Regions from separate parts of the Sus scrofa genome. Here all the other regions are linked to region 1. The links are chromatin contacts, called in public Hi-C and HiChIP or PLAC-seq maps. All regions are on one chromosome and are shown on one strand. The core of a region is the stretch at or near the end of the contact, and the rest is flanking DNA. Distances in the headings are between cores, read along the strand shown. Region 1 holds the start of DVL3 (segment polarity protein dishevelled homolog DVL-3). Region 2 holds the start of PSMD2 (proteasome 26S subunit, non-ATPase 2). Region 3 holds the start of ALG3 (dol-P-Man:Man(5)GlcNAc(2)-PP-Dol alpha-1,3-mannosyltransferase).

What was found. A called contact is a pair of places that touch in the nucleus more often than the background predicts. HiChIP or PLAC-seq counts read pairs in DNA pulled down with a chosen protein or histone mark.
Region 2: an H3K27ac HiChIP or PLAC-seq map of alveolar macrophages shows a contact between it and region 1. The contact joins the promoter of PSMD2 here to the promoter of DVL3 in region 1. A contact is called at or near these places in 5 of 5 promoter capture datasets (fetal liver, fetal skeletal muscle, liver and 1 more), 25 of 47 Hi-C or Micro-C datasets (adipose tissue, alveolar macrophages, brain and 13 more) and 2 of 2 datasets of contacts at active chromatin or transcription factors (alveolar macrophages and skeletal muscle).
Region 3: a contact with region 1 is called in a Hi-C map of subcutaneous adipose tissue, with 2.1 times the contacts expected there. The contact joins the promoter of ALG3 here to the promoter of DVL3 in region 1. A contact is called at or near these places in 1 of 5 promoter capture datasets (fetal skeletal muscle), 9 of 47 Hi-C or Micro-C datasets (alveolar macrophages, blood, embryonic fibroblasts and 5 more) and 2 of 2 datasets of contacts at active chromatin or transcription factors (alveolar macrophages and skeletal muscle).

The regions. Positions count from the first base shown.
Region 1 is chr13:122,074,365-122,077,210 of Sscrofa11.1, reverse strand. DVL3 (segment polarity protein dishevelled homolog DVL-3) reads right to left here and starts at 1,357. Exons shown (of 16, transcript XM_021069945.1): 1 at 934-1,357. The coding sequence starts at 1,094.
Region 2 is chr13:122,186,077-122,188,922 of Sscrofa11.1, reverse strand. It overlaps PSMD2 (proteasome 26S subunit, non-ATPase 2), which reads right to left and starts at 1,423. Exons shown (of 21, transcript NM_001243477.1): 1 at 1,225-1,423; 2 at 720-776; 3 at 183-347. The coding sequence starts at 1,359.
Region 3 is chr13:122,147,341-122,150,186 of Sscrofa11.1, reverse strand. It overlaps ALG3 (dol-P-Man:Man(5)GlcNAc(2)-PP-Dol alpha-1,3-mannosyltransferase), which reads left to right and starts at 1,410. Exons shown (of 10, transcript XM_005670035.3): 1 at 1,410-1,642; 2 at 1,814-2,150. The coding sequence starts at 1,598. ECE2 (endothelin-converting enzyme 2) reads right to left here and starts at 1,258. Exons shown (of 18, transcript XM_013982250.2): 1 at 1,010-1,258. The coding sequence starts at 1,205.

The DNA.
Region 1 (2,846 bases), core at 108-2,607:
AGGGGATCTGCCAGGCTCCCCCTCCCAGGCCAGCTGCTACAGAACCTTCCGGGCTCCAACATTCCATCCCCTCTTAAAGGGGAAGCCACTGCTTCCAAACTCCTCCTGGCCAAAGCCCTGCAGCTGGGTAGAGAAGACACCCCCCACCCACCCCCACCCCAGGAGGGAAGATGAACACCAAGAGAACCTTCCTGGCCCTCTGGTCCAGACTCCGAGGCCCTTTCTAAGGTCTCCCCCTTGGTCACCATCTGGAGGAAAAAGGCCTTGGTTCTGCCAGGAAATCAGCACCTGGGCTAGTGGGGACGCCTCAGGGTTGAGGCACTCTGCTCCCTGACAACAGCCCCAACAGCCCACAAGGGACAGGGGACACAGCTAAATAAACATTAGGGCTGCAGGCCTTGGCTTACAGCCTGAGCACCCCCAGCCAGTTCAAAGTCCCACAGCATAGCCCTTAGACGTGGGTTACTCCAAATATGGCTCTCAGTTGTGGAGCTGAAAAGATGGAGAAGGGGAAGGCGAATACCAAACACCCCGAGTCTCTACTAGCGAGGTGGCTCCGTAGGCAGGAGGAGGGGCTGGGGACTGTGCTCTGGCACCGGGTGGAGGGGGGGTGTGTCTGTCTGTGTGGGCTGATGGTCTCTGAAGAGGTGAAGGGGCTTGACTGGGCTGGAACTGATTGGTCTTAGGGAGTTGGATGTTTGTTCCCCCTAAACGAGGGGGCCAAGGTCCCCCACAGGAGGGGGTAGGAGAGTCCCTAGAGGGCTGGAAGTCCAGCCTCTCAAAGAGCCAACGGGGACCAAATGGCCGAGTCTCCTCTAGAATCCAGAGTAGGGCTAGAAGCCAGTGGAGCAAGGGGAGTCCAAACTGGCGGAGTGGGCCCCTAGAAGCCAGAGGAGCCGGGGTCCCCCGGAGGCGAGGCGGGGCCATCCTCACCCGAAATCGTCGTCCATAGACTTGAAGAAGAACTTATAGCTGGGTCGCTGCAGAACGCCCTTAAAGTCCGCCAAGGTGACGCGCTCCGCGGGCAGGGGCAGCTTCACCAGATACGGCGTCTCCTGCCCATCCAGATGGTAGATGATCTTCGTCTCGCCCATGGCTCCGGCCTCGGGCCCGGCGGCCCGCGCGCTGCCTGCTCGGGCGGCCGGGCCGGGCCTCTCGGGCGGCGACGGCGCTCGGCGCGGCCCAGCGGCTCAGCCCAGCTCCGCGGCCGGCCGCGGCGCCAGCTCCCTTGTTCTCCGGCCGCTCCCGGGTCCCAGCGCCGCCTGCTGCCGTCGCGGCCGCCGCTTCCGCTCCCCACTCTCCCGGCTCGGCTGGCGACTGCGACTCTTCCGGTGGCCGCGGCCCTCCAGGCTCTGGGCAGCGGCCCGGTCCGCTCCCCTCCCCCGACCCCGGCGCGGCTCCGCCCCGGCGCGGCCCCGCCCCCGGCCGCCGCCGAGCCGCGCTGGCTTCGCGGCAGATGGCCTAGCCCTCCGCCGGACCCAGCGGACACCCCGCCCACCCTCCCGGGGGGTGGGGTGCACGGCTCCCAAGCTCCCATCCCAGGCTCGTGGGGAGTGTGGAGGCGGCCGCCTAGGCCCCCACAGAGGAAGACATATCTTTCCAGGATGGCTGTGTTTCGGAACTCTTCAAGGCCCAGGCTCTGGACCCAAGGGAGATCGGCTGCTCTTCTGCAGCTGGGGAGGAATATAATGCAGGGGTGGCTTCGCTTCCCAGAGAAAGGGGGGGTGTAAGGCCGCAGTTCTGACCATGTATCTCTGTAAGAAAGTGGCCTCGACATGGCCTTTTGGGGTCTATTGAGCAGCATAGATGCTGTCCTTGAGTCTACCAAACTGAACTTCTTGTGGACAGAACAAGAGTTCTGATTCCCTCTTAAAACCTCAGTACTACCAGGTGTAGTGTAGTGATTTAATAAATGGATTGAATGCAGAATGAGTATAAGAATGAAGATGTGTGTCTGACTGGGACATGAAGTCTCAGACCAGAACTAGGTATAATTCATTCCTAACATCTTCTTACCTACTAATGTGCAAGGCATACTTAGTGATCTATAGCAAAACAAGACAGACAAGGTTGCTCTCACGACCTTCACTCACTTGGACGGAGGCACAGAGCCTTGTGAGTAAGTAACTTTAGACTGACAAATGCTATGAAAGATAAAATGTAGTCACGTAACAGTGTAGAAGAATATGGGTGGTCAGAGAAGGCCTCTTCCATTTGCGTGAAGACCTAGAACTGACAAGGAAACAGCTATAAGAAGGTCTGGTCTGGGGGAAAGAGCATTCCATGTGGAGGGCACAGCCAAGTATAAAGACTCAAGGCAAGCACAGACTTGCCAGAAGTTCCCTGATGGCCTATCAGGTTAAGGATCCGGTGTTGTCACTGTTGTGGCTCAGGCCACTGCTATGGTGTGGGTTCGACCCCTGGCCAGGGAACTTCCGCATGCTAAGGGCATGGCTGAAAAAAAAGAATCAACTTCTGAGAAACAAGATGAAGGTTATTGTGACTACAGTGATTGTGGGAGATGGGTGGAAAGGTAGACTGGGACCAGATTACATCAGTCCTTTAAGATGACAGTAACATTTTGTTTACTGTTGCCAACATAGCATTTCAAGATTAAGGACCTCTTTCAGACACCTCTGGCTCAGAAACCTCTCCACATTCCTTAATGCCTTCCAAATGTCCTTAGCGTGATAGTCCAAGTTCTCCATTCTAACCTCTACCTACTTTTACAGACTTCTGCAATGCTGAATCCTTTAACCCACTGAGCCGGACCAGGATGGAACCTACACAGAGATATCTCCCATCTCACACCACAGCAGGAACTCCTTGGCTAAAGTTTTGACTTA
Region 2 (2,846 bases), core at 174-2,673, 110 kb before region 1:
AACAATGTCTTTTCTGAAGACAATACTCCTACAAGCTCTTACGTGAGCATTTTGATTATGAGCTCCCTTCAACTAGCTCAGATCTCACATCATCAGGTTTCCTGAGACTCACCATTAGCCCCATGTCTAGATGGAAAAGAATTCCTAAACTAGGCTTCCATCAGCTTCCAAAATAGTTTTACCTTATTCTCCCCAGGGGCCATGTTCTCATAGATCTCCTTCAGTTTGCCATAGTGTGGACGCAGAAATTTAAGAGGCTTGGGTACTGATGTCATGGAAGTTGTAGAAGAACGAATCTGTCTCCGCAGTTCTTCCAGGGCTGGTCGGTACAGGGACGTGTCCTTCTCCTGATCAGGAGATGTTAGGGCTCAGACAAAAGGAGTCTCATCCCTTAAGTCATAATATAGAAGTGTTTAACAACTTCCCTAGGAAAGGAACTGTGTCTGCAATTGCCCGCCTCCTTGCACACGCCTGGCACAAAAACAAATGTCTCCAGGTAAGAGTTCAAGAATGGCTTCTCCCACAAGACAAGGCTATAAAATCTTTCAATTATCTTTTTTCCTCCCTTTCCTCACAACATGGTTCTAACACTGATGGACCTAAAATATGGTCCATCGTTCCCTATACCTCACCTATGAGTTGTTGCCCCAAAGTGGAATAAAGCAAACAAGTGAGTAAGATTCATATATACACCAGCTCTTGCTGACATTCTGACTCACCCCAAGTCGTTCCACGAGCATCTCCAGTTCATCCTGAAGTTGTTTGTCCTCCTCAGACTGGAAGATTGGGGGAAGATGCGCATCAAGAGAAGGAATCCCAAACCCATCCTCCTCCCATTCACCCTGGGGCAGGTGGAGAGTGAGTCCGCCTCCTTAGGAGGCATCAGGTCGACAAGGGAAGAGAGAGGAATGGAAAGCCCTGGTGGGAAGGCCGCCTGGCTTCTGGGCCAGGCTCTGCTCGAACGCCGTTTTGAAAAGCGGGGGTGACAATGACACGCCCGGGCCCACAAGAGATGGTGATGAGGCCTGGTAGGGGCGGAGGAGGTAACAGCGCGGAATGGAGGATGGGGGGTAGAAAGGCAGGGCGCCGGGAGCCCCGAGGATCGCCCTATCCGCCCTCTCCCCCGCACTGTGCGGCCGTTGGGAGTCGAGCCCGAGGCCTGCGGAGCCGCCGTGACTCAGCCCGCCGCGGCCTCCTCCGCCGGCTCCCGGGGCTGCGCCTCACCAGCTCCTGCTCTTTGTCCTTGTCCCCGGCATCTCGCCGCTCCTTGCTGCTCGACTTCTCGTCCCCGCCGCCGGGGGACGTCGCTGGGGGCTGCTGAGTCTGCAGCGACGCCTTATCCCGGCCGCCCTCCTCCATCTCTGCTGCCACTGCCGGCCCGCTGCGCGCACACCGTGCGCACCGCCCGGTTTCCCAGAGGGCCTCGCGCTCTTCGCCCACGGCGCCCCTCCTTCTCCAGAGCCCGCCTGCGACCGGAAACGCCGCGGCGCCCCACCTACCCCGGCGGCCTGGGAGCCCTTGCCCTCCGACCCCGCCCTCCGAAGCCGCAAGGAAACTACAATTCCCAGTTTTCCGGGCGCCGGCTCGAACCTGGAGTTTCCTGAGCTGTCGGGATTTGGGGCGCCTGCTGCTGTAGGAGTTGAGCCGGCTGCGAGCCGAGACTGCCCCTAGGGTCCCTTATAGCGGTGTGAATAGAACCTACAGTGATACTCCAGTTTGCAACGTGGTGGGATCAACAGACAAGATTCTTGAACTCCAGGACGCTTGAATGCCCTCTGTGTGAAGTCTGTGTAATATGTGTTTATAACCCACAACACTATGGAATATTAACCTCATAACATCCCCCACCTCCCCATTTCACCCCCCTCCCCCGCGCCTTGAGGAAGGTGCTCTGATATTACATGTGGATACCATCTTAAAATCACAGGGTTGCCAGATGGAGTAGAAATGAATACATGGGGAGTTCCCGTCGTGGCGCAGTGGTTAACGAATCCGACTAGGAACCATGAGGTTGCGGGTTCGGTCCCTGCCCTTGCTCAGTGGGTTAATGATCCGGCGTTGCCGTGAGCTGTGGTGTAGGTTGCAGACACGGCTCGGATCCCGCGTTGCTGTGGCTCTGGCGTAGGCCAGCAGCTACAGCTCCGATTCAACCCCTGGCCTGGGAACCTCCATATGCCGCAGGAGCGGCCCAAGAAATAGCAACAACAACAACAACAAAAAGACAAAAAAAAAAAAAAAAAAAAAAAAAAAAAAAAAAGAAATGAATACATGAAGTCCTAGGCACTAATGCGAAATCCTGGAACTGAAAACAAAAGAAGATAAGAGCTGTCTTTTTGACTTGTCCTCAGTCTGTCTTTTTTTTTTTTTTTTTTTTTTTTTCTTTTTACGGTCACACCTGTGGGATATGGAAGTTCCCAGGCTAGGGGTCAAATAAGAGTTGCAGCCTCAGGCCTAAGCAACAGCCACGGCAACACCAGGTCGGAGCTAAGCCACATCTGCAATCTCTGCAGCAGCTTTCAGTGCCAGATCCTTAACCCACTGAGCAAGGCCAGGGATCAAACCCTCATCTTCATGGATACTAGTCTGGTTCTTAACCCACTGAGCCACAATGGGAACTCCTGATTTTTATTTATTTTTTTCTGCTTTTTAGGGCTGAACCCACAGCATATGGAGGTTCCCAGCCTAGGGGCTGAATCGGAGCTACAGCTGCCGGCCTACACCACAGCCACAACAACATCAGATCTGAGCTGCATCTGCAACATACACCACAGCTCACAGCAGTGCCAGATCCTTAACCCACTGAGCGAGGCCAGGGATTGAACCCACAACCTCATGGTTCCTAGACG
Region 3 (2,846 bases), core at 161-2,660, 73 kb before region 1:
TATTCTGCAGCTAAGATTACATGTTCCAAGATCCCAACATAATTAGCTGCCTCCAGCATCCAAGTTCTTAAGCACTAGATTATACTTCCTTTCTAGTCCTAGAAATGTTCTATTTCTCAAACCAAGTAGGCTATACACACACATTCGAGTTATTATTTATACCTTACATATATAATGTATTATAAATGTCTCATATATGGGAAATATTTCACTTAAACATATACATGCTTTTAAAAACACCAAAATAAAAACTATAATTAGAAGGAAATCTGTTGCTTAATCAAATTTCACTGGAGTCCCCAAGGCTGGAAGAGTAAGAGAACCCCAGTATGGGCAAGTGGACCTCTCAGAGCCCCACCTTACAACCCATTATTTGTTCCTTTGGAAAAAATCACACCATCCTCCGCAGCAATCTCCCCTCAGAGAGTGCTGCCCCTGTCCTCACTGCACACCGCAGGGCGGAGTGGGGGGCGGAGAATGGGGCATATGGATGCATAGGACCAGGTTTGTTAGAGTTTAGAGTGAAAAGATCAGTCTCTGAGTGACGATGGCTCCCGGTGCCCAGCCGGGCAAACATAAAAAGCGCTAGGCATTGCGCTCGAGGTACCTGCACGTGCCCTACCCGACTTGAATTCCCAGTTCCATTTCTGGAAGTGAACCCAAGGCTCAGAACAGGTTCACGATTCGTCCTGTCTTACAGTCAGCTAGCGCTGGGAATTGAAGTAAGTCCCCTGAGCTCTCTTAGTGCTCGAGGCTGCCTCCCTAGGGGCCGGAACCGAGTTATGGGTCACCTACCCACTTACTACATTCAGACTCAGACTTTCTACGGGGGAGGGGGTGGCGGTCCCCGGACTAAGAATCTCTTGGCACCTGTTTGCCCTGGCAACTACTGCAGAGATTCTGAAGGTTCTGGGTCTTCACTTCTGACTAGGGCGTCCTCTCAGAGGGGCAGGCAGAAGCGAGGAGCAGGAACAGTCCCCTTGGGCTGGGCAGTCCCGAGACTACCCACCTAACACAAGGATACGGTCCTCGGGCCGCAGCTCCGGCTCTAGGAGGTCACGGAAGGAGGAGAAGTCCCCGAACCACTCGTAGGGGGCAGAGTCGGCAGCGCCTTGGTAGCGCTGGTCCCAGTACTGGACTTCGCGGTACCCGCTGTTCTTTTCTGGTAACTCCGGCAGGGGCGTGGAGGCCCTTGGAGAGGCCATGCTTGCCGCTTCTGGGTTCGCAGGGCTGCAGGTTCTCACATCTGGGCGGGGCTTGGCGCTCCTATGTAACCAATCGGAATGGTGGCATGTAGGAGGCGTGGCCTTTACGTCTCCGCCCAGCACCAGCAATTGCTCAACATAAACACGTGGAACTTCCGTTCTCTGTTAAGTGCGCTGGGAAGAATCCTCCGGATGGGGGAGTCATATCGTCCAGACCCTGAGTCCTCCGGCAGCATTGCTAACTTCTGAGCCACAGTCCTGGTGTCGCACTCACTCGGGCTCGTCACTCCCCTTCTCATACTTTGTTTGATTGGCTCCTCCCATTAAGAAGTCTGAAAATTAATGAGGAATTTATTTCTTCCCAGTATTGAGCACCCAGAGAACTCTGAGGGATGGCGGGAGTAGCACAGGTCTTATCCTCCAGGAAAGACTGGCATGTACGCTGATATTAACGACACAGGCTAAGTGTTATACTGGGCCGGGGAGATGGAGGGGAGAGACAGGGCACAGACAAGAATGTTCCTTTCCGGGCAAACTTCGATCCACATTAGCCCCTGTGGGTCCAGGGTTAAGTATGTACTGAGGAGTGACATTATTTCTACTTGTAGAGTGTGCACTCCATAGGGGAGACAGATATAGAAGAAGTGAATTTTGGAGTAAATAAGGACTCTGACAACTCCAGCCTACGCTCAGTCCGTTGGGACATGCAGCGCGGGAAGCGGAACCCAAATACCCAAGGATCGGGCTTCCGAGGTAGCGGGCCCACAGGAGCGGTGCACCATCAAGATGGCGGCGAGCCTGCGGAAACGCGGCCGGGCAGGTCCCGCAGCCCTGGCGGCGGGACAGTGCGGGCAATGGCTGCGGCGCGCCTGGCAAGAGCGGCGCCTACTACTGCTGGAGCCACGCTACACGCTGCTGGTGGCCGCCTGCCTCTGCTTGGCGGAGGTGGGCATCACCTTCTGGGTCATTCACAGGGTGGCATGTGAGTGCGCCGAGGGGGAGGGGAGGGTAGGGAAGGGGACCGAACCCCCGACCCAAACTGGGACCTAGATTTAGAGCTCTTAGACCCCTCATCCACTCAATCTTCAATGCAGGCCTTTATTTTTTACCCCAGTAAAAACTAAAGATTGCTCCACTGAAAACGAAACCTGATCTTAATCCCTTCCAGAAAATTTGGGTCCAATTTAATGTACTGCTGCTGCTGCTTGTCTCTGTGAATTTGGACCCGTCACTTCTCTTGCTGTGTCTCAAGCTTCTCATCTGTTCAGTTCTGAGGTCTCGAACTCTCTTCTTAGCGATAGCGTTTTGTGATCGCTTGAGTCATTTGGCATTATTGGTGGCTGCTTTCCAGGCTGAAAACATTGGACTTAAAGCTTTCTTGCTTAAGATAGTTAATTCAGTACATATTTGTTGAGTGTTTATTATATGGCTAACACTATGCTAGGTGCCAAGAGTATAGTTCGAAAAAGATAGACACATTTTTTGGTTGTGTAGGCCTGGACAGAGATGTATTAGTATAAAATTACAATGCTGTCATATTCATCATGATAGTAAGACAGTGCTATAAAGGACACAAGAGGGCACTTAAGCCAGGCCTTGAGGAGTCAGAGAAGGCTTCCTAGAGTCTTCCTTGAAACATAA